2 separate regions of the Danio rerio genome follow, and region 2 is linked to region 1. The links are chromatin contacts, called in public HiChIP or PLAC-seq maps. All regions are on one chromosome and are shown on one strand. Each heading gives the region's core, a stretch centred on a gene start, on an enhancer-like site or on the middle of the called end of the contact. The rest is flanking DNA. Distances are from core to core; before and after follow the strand shown. Region 1 overlaps rarab (retinoic acid receptor, alpha b). Region 2 has its middle 44 kb from the start of hspb9.

What was found. HiChIP or PLAC-seq counts read pairs in DNA pulled down with a chosen protein or histone mark.
Region 2: a contact with region 1 is called in an H3K4me3 HiChIP or PLAC-seq map of embryo, with 5 times the contacts expected there. The contact joins two enhancer-like sites. A contact is called at or near these places in 1 of 18 Hi-C or Micro-C datasets (caudal fin) and 2 of 4 datasets of contacts at active chromatin or transcription factors (caudal fin and embryo).

Annotation. Positions count from the first base shown.
Region 1 is chr3:31,883,240-31,890,294 of GRCz12tu, reverse strand. It overlaps rarab (retinoic acid receptor, alpha b), which reads left to right. Exons shown (of 8, transcript NM_131399.1): 3 at 6,849-6,990. Among named protein-coding and RNA genes, the nearest start is that of rarab, 35 kb to the left of the region's middle. Within about 2 kb of position 3,259, at least 10 of the 62 cell types and tissues checked have an H3K27ac peak or open chromatin away from gene starts, as enhancers often do.
Region 2 is chr3:32,062,575-32,069,629 of GRCz12tu, reverse strand. It overlaps a transcript of rarab not described here. Among named protein-coding and RNA genes, the nearest start is that of hspb9, 44 kb to the left of the region's middle. Within about 2 kb of position 4,394, at least 4 of the 62 cell types and tissues checked have an H3K27ac peak or open chromatin away from gene starts, as enhancers often do.

The DNA.
Region 1 (7,055 bases), core at 2,010-4,509:
AAATTAGATTACTGAAGTGTATTAAAGGGATGTCATCTTGCATGCTCTTGAAGTCTAGCTGTAAAAGCACTCATTTAATAACCGTTTAATATAATACTGGTGCATCCTCATACGAAAGAATGGCTCATGGTACACATTTGGGATTCATGCCTAGTTCATATTCAGTCCCCTTGGGTGTTTTCTGGCATTGCCACCGTTGACAACCTCCAGCACTGACATTTTCTCTGTGGGGGGAAAAAAAGCCCCCATTGGCACAGCGGTGAACTCGAGTCTTTTATTTCTGTGCTACTTAATAATTGAAAACTGGTTGTGTATACAGTGTATGATCTACCCTGTGTCTCCCAGAGAAAGAGAAGCACAGGGGTTTGGAGTTGAACTATGATAGTTACAAAGCCCCCTTATCCGAGCGCCGCCGCAGGGAAGCGTGGGTGGAGAGTGTGCACGTGCGCACATACACACGCTACAGCTCGCCGAGAAATAAACATGACTTCATTAAATTTGCATGTGCTATCTTCTCCCTTTCTCGCTGCCTTTGAACGGTGGGAGGACATATCAGCGCTTGTCTTTTCCTTCAAAAAGCACCCATCACTCTCCTGCTCTCGCCCCTACAGCCTGTCTGCTTTCAGATGAACAAAAGGAGGAGGCAGCGTTTGGGATATATGTCCTGAAGTTAAAAACTTTTTTGCACATTTGTAAAGATTGTTGATGCTCTTTTTGCTCAAGTGGTAGCTCCACCGACTGTTACCTTTGAAACCTATGAATCACTTAATTGAGCCTAACGGTTTGATTCAATTTGATTGAGGAATAGTTAACAATAACATCTACAGCATATACTCCACATTTATCACATCCATGTTGTGGGCAGCAGATTAAAGGTTCAATTAGTCAGTATTAGATACGACACCATCAAATGTTAATGTTTGGTAGCTTCTCGGTAGAATACAATGAGTATCACTATTTTTTGTTTTGCTTAAAATCCAGATCACAATCTTCTCTCGATTCTGTAGATGTAAAATAAAAGTTATAGTAATATTCTGATTTCTCAAACATATGGTAAAACAACAACAATTATAATTTTAGGCCTACGTGTAGGTCTACTGTTGGTTAAAACCCTAAATTTTGTATAGACTGTGTCTTGGTTACTAATTCACAGTAAAGTGATAGCATCAAAATACAACTCTTCATAATTCTGAAGTTGAATAATAATGTTTGAGACATATGCTTGCCATTTGTCGTTGACAACATAATTAGACTATTTTATTTCAAAATGAAACATTGTCATCTTCAGATTCCCTCTTGAACGTTATTCCCAGTTCCCAAACTGAATGTTATTTTAGAACTTTATTACCTGTTGTTCACAGCTTATGCATGCTCTGTTCACTAAATTAGACATCCCTGTCGAACACACACGCGTTGTCTTGGTAGTAAACAAACAATGCGTCAGCTCATGTGTGATTTTGTGGCCACAAATATCTTTTTACATTAAGATAGAAATTACATTTTGGGGTGAATTATGCCTTATTAAACAGCATGTGACACTTTCTACACCATTTGGAGGTATCCATGTTTCTGAGCAACGATTATGAAACATGAAGACTTGTGCAACCGCTTTAACACGGTGTACACAGGGTCTTAAAGTTTTAAAAGTTGATAAATCAATGTAGAGATTGTTAAGGCCCTTAAAGTCTTAAATGCCATTTTGCAAGATATTTAATTCGATATCATTTTTGATTATGCAATGTATGGTTGAATGTTAAAGTTAACCTGAATTCTGTTAATATCAGGATGATGTTTAGTTTATAAAATAAATAAAATCTTGCTAGATTTGCTTGCTTTGCTTTGTTTATTGCAGTAACCAAGGCAACTCCATTATTTCTGTATTTCTATAGCCACCACCTGCTGAATCAGCTAGATTTAATAGACTTTTTTCAGTATAACGTTTTAGTTTTGGATTAGTGCCTTAAATTAATATTTAGTAAATAAACTGTTAGTTAAAATCTTGCCAGTGTTTCCGGTTGAAACCTAAAGCGGTTATAAAGTACTAAAATATAGGTAAAGGTCCTAAAAGGTATTTATTTTCACTCTATTTATTGTATTCATTATTGTATATATGCTGTTACACTTCTTTCAAAACCTTGATAATATAATTGGCAGAATCGTAGAAAAGCAGAATTAAGATTGTGTGTAGAGTCGAATCGATTTTTTGCATGTATAGCATTCATCAAAGTTGTAGATTTGACTTTTTATATGCCGCTACTGTTGTTCCCAGATTTTCTCCACTGAGCTTGTTGCAATGCAATATAGGACAAGCTTCACAATGGGGAAACATTGTAAATGCTACATTTACATGGTTCAAGTGGTCCAATTTTAGTATCTCACTTCAGTTTTTTTTTTCTCTTTTCCTCCCCTCCCATGTGGCACAGATCAGATATGACCCACTAATGTGTAATCAAGAACAAAGGCACACAGATTTAGTTATTCTCAGTTGGTTTCAGGCCTAATTTTTACTGTGGAAATTAATTCGATATGAATCGTATACTTTTATTTGTGTCTGCCATGCATGTGAGTGGGTACGGTGAATGACGTCCTCTGTCATTGGTGGTGAATGATGTCAACTCGGCTGGATGCCAGCCATGTTCATATGATGCTTTTCAAAGGCACAGTGGAGGACGAAGGTTAAAGCCACCAGAGTCATGTTGAAGCATTGTTTTTTCTGACCTTTAAAGATCAAGTTGTGGCTTGTATTCTCATTTTGTCTGCACCAATTGCAAATCATACCATTTTTAACCTATTTTTCAGCCTAAGATTTTATGGGTCAATATGTTATGCTGGTTTGCTAGTGTATAATGAATAGGGATTGCTTTTAATAGGAAACTGAATAATTACTTTATTTAAAAATAAAAAAAAAAGAGTAATATATTGTTCATCAAGACCTGCAGTATACATGAGACTATTTTATTCCTTAGGAAGGCAGCTCACTAAATCTTCACACCTAACAGAGTACAATAACTTTAATCTTACGCACAGCCGCTTTTAGTCACACCAAACAGACAGGCGGCCCTATTTTGATCTAATGCTCTCTTTTCTCCAAATCCAGTGGAAATGGAGTGCACACTTCACACAAACACCAACACACACAGGCTCCTCCGTTGTCTCAGTGCGCCTGGGGGTTTGTGCTCATGTCCAGGATTAGTGGAGACACTAAAGAGGCTTAGTGCTCTGCCAATGGGAGCCACAGCAGACATCAAACCATTTCCTTCCTGCTACATTCGGTTCACAGGATCTCCCCAGCAGGTCAGGGCTGGGTCATATTGTGGTACACAGAGGTCAGATGATGCCCAGTGAGAGATTAGGATCACAGATCAGCCCTGTGTCCATAATGTCCTCTAGCTCTTTCACATATGCATTTTTTTTAATCCTATTCCTGCATCTCGGACAAGAATTTTCTTCCAAGTTTGAATCTGGATAAGTCTTTTTTGTTCTTGCTGTTAATAAAGGCTGATAGAAGCAACAACACTTTCTTATACCAAATAGCAATTGATTTTGCTTCCCAAATGACATCTGATCGATGGGTGATTTGCTTTTGTGCACTCATAGATTTTTTTTCAGTGTCGATCATGTGTAGAGCATCCACCAATTCCTAAATAGTCTCTCTGCTGTAGTATGTAGTAATGTAGTAACAGTTACATGTTGAGAAAGGTAAACAGATGAGATGAAATTGCTTTGTTAAATAATGGGGTCGGTGCAGTGTTAATGCAAGCTACATCTGCCACTGTCAATAATATCAACAATGTTGGAAAGGAAGTAAAACCAGCAATGCTTACATTTTTACAATAACAACATCATTTTTACATAGCGATTTTGCTACCCTTACAATTTTGGGGATCAACTTTTTATTTTTTTGTCCCTTTCTTTACCAAGGCTGCATTTAATCATTCATTCATTTCCCTTCGGATTAGTCTCTTTATTTATCAGTGGTCACCACAGTGGAATGAACCACAAACTTATCCAGCATGTTTTTATGCAGTGAATGCCCTTCCAGCTGCAACACTGCAGTGGGAAACAGCTATTCACTAGCATTCACACACATACACGGGCCAATTTAGTTTATCCAATTTACTGCATGTCTTTGGACTGTGGTGGAAACCCATGCAAACATGGGGAGAACATGCAAACCCCACACAGAAAAGTCAGGGCTCGAACAAGCAACCTTCTTGCTGTGAGGCCACAGTGCTAACCACTGAGCCACAGTGCTGCCCCTGGGTGCATTTTTTAAGCAATAATACTGTGACAAAATAGTGTGAAACGTTTTTGGTACCATGACATGTTTTTCAGAATTAAGCCACATCTTGATTAGAAGATGCACCAGATCAAAGAGTCGTCACATGGGTGTTTTGTAGATTCTTTCAGAAACCGTGTAAAATAGGCTGCTGGAAAAAAATGTCTCATGGTAATGAAACAACAATATTTTGAAATTAAATGAACACTAGCATTTTCAGCAGCCATTGCTCAGAGTATCTGTTCCCTTTTCTTTTAATGGCCCACCGCTGCGGCCCGTAATCCAGTGGAATTACCCAGATGCCCCTTTGTTGCCAGAGCATTCTTCACACCTTGTGATGATATTGAGCCTCATTCCTGTGGCTTTCAGACCTGAGCAGTGGCGGCACAGAGCAGAGAGTGAAGCAGGTTGAGAAAAAGAGGCCTTTTGATTGTGGATTGGTGTGACATTTGTCATGGGTTTGTTATCAGTGAATCAGCTCTTCAGGTGAGACGGCAGTCGGCTGTACAAAGGGTACCGTTGGCCAGATTTCACGCATTCCTTTTTTTTTTGGGACAGGATGAAGCGAATGCTTCATATTTCTTGTAAACTGTGTAAAAAAAATGTGTGGCCATATTTCAGTACAGCACATACAAAGTATGTAACAACTGCAAGAAGAATTTTCTGTAAGAGCACTAGTTTTCAAAATGTGTGAAATTATTTTAGTTCAAAGTGGAATTAAAAGAAAATGTGCAGCATTGAACTTCATACAATGTGCATGTACCTTAGCGACTAACCTGCAGATGCTGTATTCGGTGGAAGCTTTTTCATCTGAATCTACCACAATGACCTCCAACAATGACCTCCAGAAGATCAGAGCTGGCATGAATTAAACATGGCCGATGAATGAGAGCTCCTCTGTAGGGAGATCAGGCCTCTGGGCAGCGCATTAGAAAGCCATTTCAGCTCTGCGAGGCGAGCACACGTTCTGTCACACATCTGCCATGCTCACCTTTTCCTTTATTACTTTTTCATAGCTGAGACCGAGTGTGAGAGGGACGCGTCCTTTCAGCATGCAGGACATGTCCTTGGACAGCTTTTGGTGAAATGACATGAGTGTTTTTATATGGCAGCTGCTGGACAGACCTGTCAAAAGCACACGTACACTAAAAGCTTCACTGGGTGCCCTGACTGATATGTTGAAGGCTTTTCCGCTAAAAGCCTTTGGGATTATTGTTTCTAGAGCACAAAGGCTGGATGTTGTTTTTACTGTAGGCTTGCATTGAAAACTGTACCATGACTAGAATGCAAATTCAGAGAAATGCAGTACTCTCTATAGCTAAGTTTGAGATTGATAGAAGTTTCAGTAAGACTTTTTTTTTTAATGCAGTTCAAATGTTTTAGCTTGATATTAGTTTCATATTAGTTTTCAATGCAGTTATTTTAGAAAAGCAACAAGTATTTTTACAATTGCAGGATCAGTTAACCTTACTGAATGAGTATTTTGTATCATCTCTTTTGTGTGTTCACATGGCAAATGCAGAAATTGTTATTATGTATGAAATTAATGAAAATTCTATATATTTCTGACTGTATTTATTATTATTCTTACTATGGTATTGCGTTTTTATATTGGCTGTTTTTCAACTATCAGCCGAGGCATTAATTTTGAGATTACCAGATTGTTGTATTTGTGTCAGTTAGTATTTTGGAATCATCCATCTCTTCTAATAACATCTGTAGCAGTGTAGCTTCTAGAATCCATTTCAGATGCGAAACCATCTGTTTTATAAAATATTTCCGCCACAAATCTGTAGAATGCAGGGATTCCTCTGGATCTTGTTTTTCTTATGGATGCTTTGAACCCACATACTGTGTTTCCCAGTCAGCGACTCCTGCACACACACACACAGAGAGAGAGAGAGAGAGAGAGAGAGAGAGAGATGCTGATACCCATGTGCCCAGCGGCAGTCACGAGTGAAGCTTTCACTGTCTAATCCTCTGCCAGAGCGCCGTGGTTGCAGCACAGCAGCTGAAATCTCTTCCACAAGCCTACGCACGCAGTGTTTGACGTCTGCTCTTTGATTGTATGTGGCTTCAGCTGCATCTTTTTAGCCGTTCATGACCTCTGACTGACTCTCTGCCCTCGAGAGTCTGACCAAGCAGTAATTAAGATCAGCAGAATAATGTGAATCTCTCATTTGCATCCCTCCGCTTGAGTCTATGAGGGTTAAGCTCTGCTGGGTATTAGCCAATGGGAACCTCTGGGCACTTGAACTGGGAGATAATACCCAGCAGCCATAACACTGCTCAATCCAAGCTGAGCTCAGCTGGCCATTATGCCAAGAAATGAAGTGTTTGGGTGCCTGAGAGAGTCGTGTTTATGCCACGGTTGTTTATTTGTGTTTTTGTGTGTTTGTGTATAGCAAAGATGCGCATACATGAATATCTGGTGAATCATAAGTGGGTTTATGTAACCGTTCCTTCGCAGTCGTGATGACTTTTGGGGGTTGGTGTTAATTCGCATGAGTGTGTGTCATTTGTGCATCTTCCAGCTATAGTAAACCTTCATGTTTGCATTTCTCCTCAGGGTTTTTTCCGGAGAAGCATTCAGAAGAACATGGTGTACACCTGCCACAGAGAGAAGAGCTGTATCATCAACAAGGTCACCCGAAACCGCTGCCAGTACTGCCGACTGCAGAAGTGCCTGGAAGTGGGCATGTCTAAAGAATGTAAGTGTCTTGGGTACTACACTGCATGCGTGCTACATGACCAAAAATATGTTCATGAAATGACT
Region 2 (7,055 bases), core at 3,145-5,644, 180 kb before region 1:
TGTTTTTGTAAATACTAGTATCTTATTTTTAATAAAAATTAAAACTATAGCAATGCATTGACTGTGTGACACAATTTATTTATGACATTTTCATGTCAATAAACCAAATGTATTGCATTGCTGCATTGGGCGTTTGGGTGTAGACAGCTTCTTTGACTACATTTACATGTACACCAATTGGCTGATTATTGTTTTGCTGCATTTTTATCACCATACATTCATAGCCAAACCAACAACGCAGTTTTAAAGATTTTATTGCGCCATGGTTTTTATTTACTTCCAGTGCAGAATGCTTGGTGGTTTCTTCTTGTCATCTCATTTTCACTGTTTCTAACCAACCCTGGGTTCGAGGAACCTCTTATATTTTCTTAAATATAGTACCTCTCCTTTTAATTTTCACAGTGCTATCCGATTCAGAACTTCTAAAGATGTTTTAGGCAGAAGAGACCTGAAACGCAGCCTTGCCCTAATGCAAACGCACCAAACTTCCTGCATAGCGCGCTGTGGTTACATAAAGGCTCGCAGCAGCTGAGCTTATGATGAGCCGTATCGTGCCCTGAAGTGACACCGCGGAAGGGGAGAATGGGAGGAGACGCGGCGGAGGCTGGCCGGTGTTCGGTTTCACCAGCTCACACGTGACCGCAATGGCTGCTCGTCTGTGCCGTGCGGTGCATCATTGCTCTGCCGCCCTGCGAATGTAGACTACAGCGGGATCCTTGCGTCGGTGAACTGTAGGAGCGGGCACTCACCACCCGCTGAAGCCAAATTCCTCCGCAGGCTCGCCCGGCGGAGAAGAACGACATTCGGCGGAGAAATTAAAGCATCTCGGGCTAGAACTTCCAGCAACCAGCACGGCGGTAGGAGGAGTCAACAGGTATTGGCGCTCTCTGTTTACGTGACAATACAATTGCTCGGCTTGACAGGTAGTCGCATTGATAGCGTCTTGACAGATGTGGAGCTGTGAATAGGCGCGTCTCTCAGCGCTCAGATGCGGTGTGCTACTTAACTGTTAAAGCCGCCCGTTGAGTTTGATCGAAACCACATACCGGGTAATAAAGCCCGGTATGCGGCAGCTGCGTAATAAAATGCGCGGTATTGTTCTCTCACCTGAATGAGCAATGTGTCATTGAGAGCTTTTGCAGCAGGTCCTTCATGCAAAGGCTCGCCAAGCTGCACTAGCTGTGTTGTTCCACTGAATTGTGTCGACTTTATTCATACTGTGTATATTTTTTACATTGGCAAAGACTGTGTGGATGTTTAAAATTGCAATCATATTATATGCTTGATTATACAGGCATGTATGGCATGTTGAGAGGGCTGTATGCACCATGCTATTATATCACAAAGCATTTAAAGTGGGTCACTTCATTCTACAAACAAAAGCAACAGATGCCTGTGTATAAGTAATTTCCTGCATGGATTAACTGCTTGAAATACTGTTTAAGGTCATTTGGGTATAGCTAAACTTGCATTTTGAGTACCTGAATACTGAGCAGAATCTGTATTCAGCTGACCTGAAAACTGCTAAAGTCACAGTTCACCCACCAATGAAAGTTTGCTGTTAATTAACTTCCTAGGGTGATTAAAAATGTAGGTATATTGTTATTCAAAACAACATTAAGTTTGATTTTTAGATGAAAATGTCCTCTAATTAATGAAACTTTGAGAATCCAAAACACAACATATGGGCTAAAATTTAAGTAAAGTTGTTTTTTATTTACACATTCTGACTTTCTCCTTAACAACACAAATAATTTTGTTTTCAAAAAGTATTCTTTGCAAATTTCAAATAGTGAAATCATTAATAGCGGCCAACGACTATCAAAGTACAGCAGTGTTCACACAGTCAAATAAATAGTGCTGATGTTGTTTTGAAGTCACATTTACATGATTTTAGGCTGAATATTCAAAGAACCATGGTAAACAATGTAGGAAGCAAGTCACAATTTGTTACTGAATGAATGTGCGAATATAAAACAAACTCTACCTCAATTAGTCTACAGGCAAAACAAAATGAATACCCATTGCTCCAGGAGATATATATCTATATATATATATATATATATATATATATATATATATATATATATATATATATATATATATATATATATATATATAATGAAGTCTAATGAAGCGAATATAAAACTGATCTTTATTTACAACTGTCTTTAATTTACAACCTCAATAAACTGTCCTGAGCATATTCACAATATAGCACAAACCTTATGTGGCATAATGACATTTGTGCAAATGCAAACTCATATGTTGGATGACACTGTTTATATATAGTAGGGAGGGAGGAAGTGCAATAATGCGTGTGTATTCTATATGTTGCAAAATATGCAGAAAAATATGATTATGGTCACGTTCATGAACTCAATCAGGAAGATTGACTTTCCACAGATTCTCAGTGTTTGATGTACTTTTAGGGCTTTTTGGAATATATTCAGATTTCTATTGCTGAGAGTCTGTTTCCCGCAGCTGTTGAATATTTTGGATTCTTTTTTTGTCAAACCCTGCCTGTATTAAATAAGATACAATAAGAAGCTTGATCAAGAACATCCCAGCAGACACACAATGCAATATGATGTTAATATTAGGTTGTATTTAGGTTGCCAGCGTCTAAGGACAATGTTATTCTGACCTCCAATAATGACGTTGATATTTTGTTGATTTTACGTTGTGTTAAAAAGTGACAAATCTAACGTCTAGCTAACCTCTTAAACCAACATCATATTGACGTCAAATACTGACATTTATTCGTCAGGTATGGCAACCGAAGTCCAACATTTGATAGGCATCATATTGGTAACACACAATGTCAAGCTGTAACATCATTAGACATTGATATTTGGTTGTTTTTTGGTTTCATTGAAAAGTAACTAAAATGCAACACCTGTCCGACGTTGGACATTGACAGTGGCCTGACGACGGGTTCTAATGTCAACTTGATTTTCATTTCCAAACAAAATGCAACATCCCGCGACCCTAGCATTCAACACCAGTCTGATGTCATGTTGACGTCTTGTGCCTGCTGGGATTCATTGAATGCAAACAAGTTGTGTGTAAGAGGCATGTGCACAAATGTTAAGTAGAATATTAACCTTATGCCTAAATTATGCAACGATGTAAAACGGGAGTTTAAACTCAGTCCTCCTGGAAAGCTCTTGTCCTGCAGAGATTAGCTTCAACTTGTGTAAACAAACCTACTTGGAAGCTTCTAGTAAGACCTTCATTGGCTTGCCAGGAAATGGAGCTAAACTCTTCAGGACAGTGGCCCTCCAAGACAGAGTTAAGACCACCTTGATATAAAAGAACTGCTGAAATTGTTATTTAAACCAGTTCATGCAAACTGTTCTAGAGCGAATATTTGCAGTTGCAGTGAGATATTTGACTTTTGATTATATTGTCAAATTAACTATTTTTAAAAGACTTTTAAAGAGGAGTTGATTCCCAATTTTTTCACTCTCGATTCTCAATGCCTCTGAATCAGTTCCCTTTGTAATAAACTTTCAGTCCATTACAAAGTATATGCCGTTATGAGACTGAGCCTGTTATGATGTCAATATCTGGTTTTGTGTTATCTGGAAGTAAAAAGGTTCTTTAGAGCATTATGAGGGGGAGATGTTAATGATGACCGAATAATAGTTTTATAGCGCACTATAAAATGCAGCAGTGAGGATAAAATGAGTCACATTTGTGATACATTGAAACTATACAGAATATGGTGAAAGAAGCTAGATGTTTTGGGTTAGTTCTGTTTTCGCTGCTAAATGGGAAGTTCTTCGACCATCTGTCTGCAATAGAAAGAGGAATGGGTACGATATTTGCTTCCTCATAGCGCTGCCACTTTCATGCCCGTTGTCTGCAGAGACGTATGCCACAAAGCTTGACATTTAGATTTTTCTGCTTATGAAAGCATGTGCATGCTCACCGTATCACCTCCTGCTGTGCGTGCTTCAAATCTTCCGTCAGGCTCTGTAATGTTCTCTGTCGTACCAAAATAGCAGGGAAGGAACACAAAGCTGACAGAATCGGTGCTATCCAATAAAGCCATCTTTGCTGTTTTTTTTCTTTTTCTTTTTCAGAAATCTGCTTTTTTTTGCACTGCTGGAAGTTGTCACGCCCCTCTGTAGTGCTCTGTTTTTTTATCTCCCTCCCTCTATCTTTCTCCACTGGATGGATTTTAGCATACTTTCTCATTAGTCATTTCAAATTGCCCGCAATATTGTAAATTGATGGAACAGATGATTATTCATTTTGGATCCCTGTCTTTAAAGGGATCTCTCACTCAGAAATGAACATTCTGTCATCAGTTACTCACTCTCATATCATTCCAAACCTATTAAACTTGTACTCATATTTGAAGCACAATTGAAGATTGTCCATTCATTTATGGTCTAAGGAATCTGCATTTTTATACTATATACAGGGTAGTTGTTAAAAGTTAGTCGTATAAATCAAAGTAATCCGGAGAGAGTTGATTGCTTCTTGAACAATATATATACAGTATATATGACTATATACCTAGGATGATGATGTCTTGATGTACTTGTAGCTTTCCAGTTTTGTTTGACTTTTTCATTTTCTGTCTTGTTTTCTCTTGAAAACCCTAATGAACACACAAACATAGAGCACATCTAATATGGCAAATGACTTTTCCTATTTTTGATGATGTCTGTGTAAGGGCTTTCGTCATTATGCAAATAGAGATGACATTTAATGGAAAAAGAAGAGTTTTTCTCTTCCAAAAGTTTTTTTTAAATTAAATTATGATCAGTATTCAGAGCTCAACAATAAGGATTGCCTAAGCGTGAAAGACGCTCGGGACAGTAAACAGGATCGTTACTGGCCCAGTTGGTTACTTCCTCAAGTCAAGAAACAGCTTGTGCTTTTAAGCCTTTAAGTGCTGTGTTCTCTGTGATGTCGTAAACACCATATTGCTATTTGTTTTTCTTATGTGATTGGATGTTGTGAGCACGTTATTTTGTTCCGTAACCAGGGGTCTGTTCTTCGTATATGGATTACTCAAATAGCTGGATTGGGTTATTAACGATTTGACACGATCCAGGATCGTTTCATCTTTTAAAACTGATCTGAGTTGTTGTCAAAGCAACAGGTCTGGTGGCTCAAACCTGCTCGGGAGCAGCCAAATTTCATATAAACAGTGTTATATTGTGTCATTCAAGGAAAGGTAATACTGAAAGTATGTACCGAATTCTGATATTTACTTGAAATATTAGTTATATATACTTATAAAATATAGTAAAATAGTTTTTAAAAGATTTATAAATAAAACTTGTGCCATCTGCACTCCGAGATAAAAGTACAAAGACTATCACAGGGTTGTTCTCCCCAAGGTGTTGGAAGAAAACATTAATATGGATACAAAACTTGTAGTATTTTAAGGTACCAACTTTAGTACAATTTGTGTATGATAATAGACATGCACACTATTCGACTGTTTTTTGAGAAATGATAATTTATGCAGTCATGCACATGTTGTGACAGTTAATATGATGGTGATTTGATGCTTTGCAAAAGCATTTGCAGACACCTTTACTGATATCTAAGCATTTTTAATGCAAAATTATTTTAAATAGCCAGTTATTCCTTAAGGCTGATTTATACTTCTGTGTCAAACGCACGCGTATGCAACAGTGTGGACGCATAGCCCTACGCCTTGGCCATCGGCGTCGCTGACGTTCACCTCTCAAAAAATGTAACTACACGTCGCAACGACGCGTAGCGCAAGCTCTGTGATTGGTCGGCTTGGAAGCGCTGACGAGTCTGGGCGGGACCAAGAGCAGCGCGAATAGCGCGACCCCGATGGTGCGATTGTTTACAAGTGTGGAGTCCTGTGAAGTAGCTCCAGATGGAAAGTTTTGTTTTGTGTTTACCTCATAGTTAAAGTTGTTGCACATCCGCTGGTTCCTGCCTCAAAATGAGCAAGTTTGAGCCACTTGTACATCCAGGAAGTGTTCAGGAAAAGCAAAACACCAGCGAAGAAACTCGACACAGAGGAACATTTACACCTCACTGCCAACTAGCGTTTCGGAAGTGTTAATGCAGACCAACTGAGACAGCGCGCAGAAGTATAAATGCACAGCTACACGCATTGCATTCGCCATGGGTTACGCCGGTCACTTGACGCAGTTTGTGCTGTCAGTTTGGCAAGTTAGCCACTTTTATTAAATAATTTATAACTGCAATAAAATACCTGCACATTTTCCATACTGCTCTTTTTATTTGCATAACACTTTGAATTTTGCTCATTATACGTTAAATAGCATTTTTTTACATTTAACATTTAAATTCTCGATTCAAATACCTTATTTTGACACATTATTTAAAATATGTGGCTAAGAAAAAGCTATTAATTAAATAAAAAATGTGGGGCACGTAAAAATCTGAACCATTAGCCAGTCGAAGAAATCCTTGGCGTTGAACACCGTTATTGAAAATTAATAAGAGATATTAAGTGTTGATATGGTGACATACTGAATACATTCAAGCACATAAAATGAAATGCACTCATATGCAAACTATTTAAACTATTGCTCAAACTATTTTGTCTGTGAAATGTGAGGTTTCTTTTTTAAACACGTTGGCATATTACCATGCTCTCTCCCCCTTACTAACACATGATGTCACTCAAATACTATATTGATCTATTGACATTTTTTTTCAGTCAGAAAAGTGCTGCAGGAAATAAATGGCTCTGCTCTCCGTAATCGTAAAGAAAATAAAGAGGTCATATGACAAAAGTTTGCCGCGAGCGTCATGACATGAACAGCAAAGATTGAGATGGTTTAAAACTGATGTGACATGTAAAAGCTGACAGTTGTTTACTTCAGTCTTTTTTATAGTTGTTTTTTATTTTTGTATTCATTTTTTTCCCCCTGTAGTTATTCCAGGCATAATTCCTAGAAGTAGTTGAGATTTTTGGCTCTGTCAATTTCTCCGTCCTGAACACCATGCTCTGCAGTGATTTTGTCAACAGTGTCATTTAGTCTTCCATATGGTCACAATTTTTCATCCTTTTTTGGTCT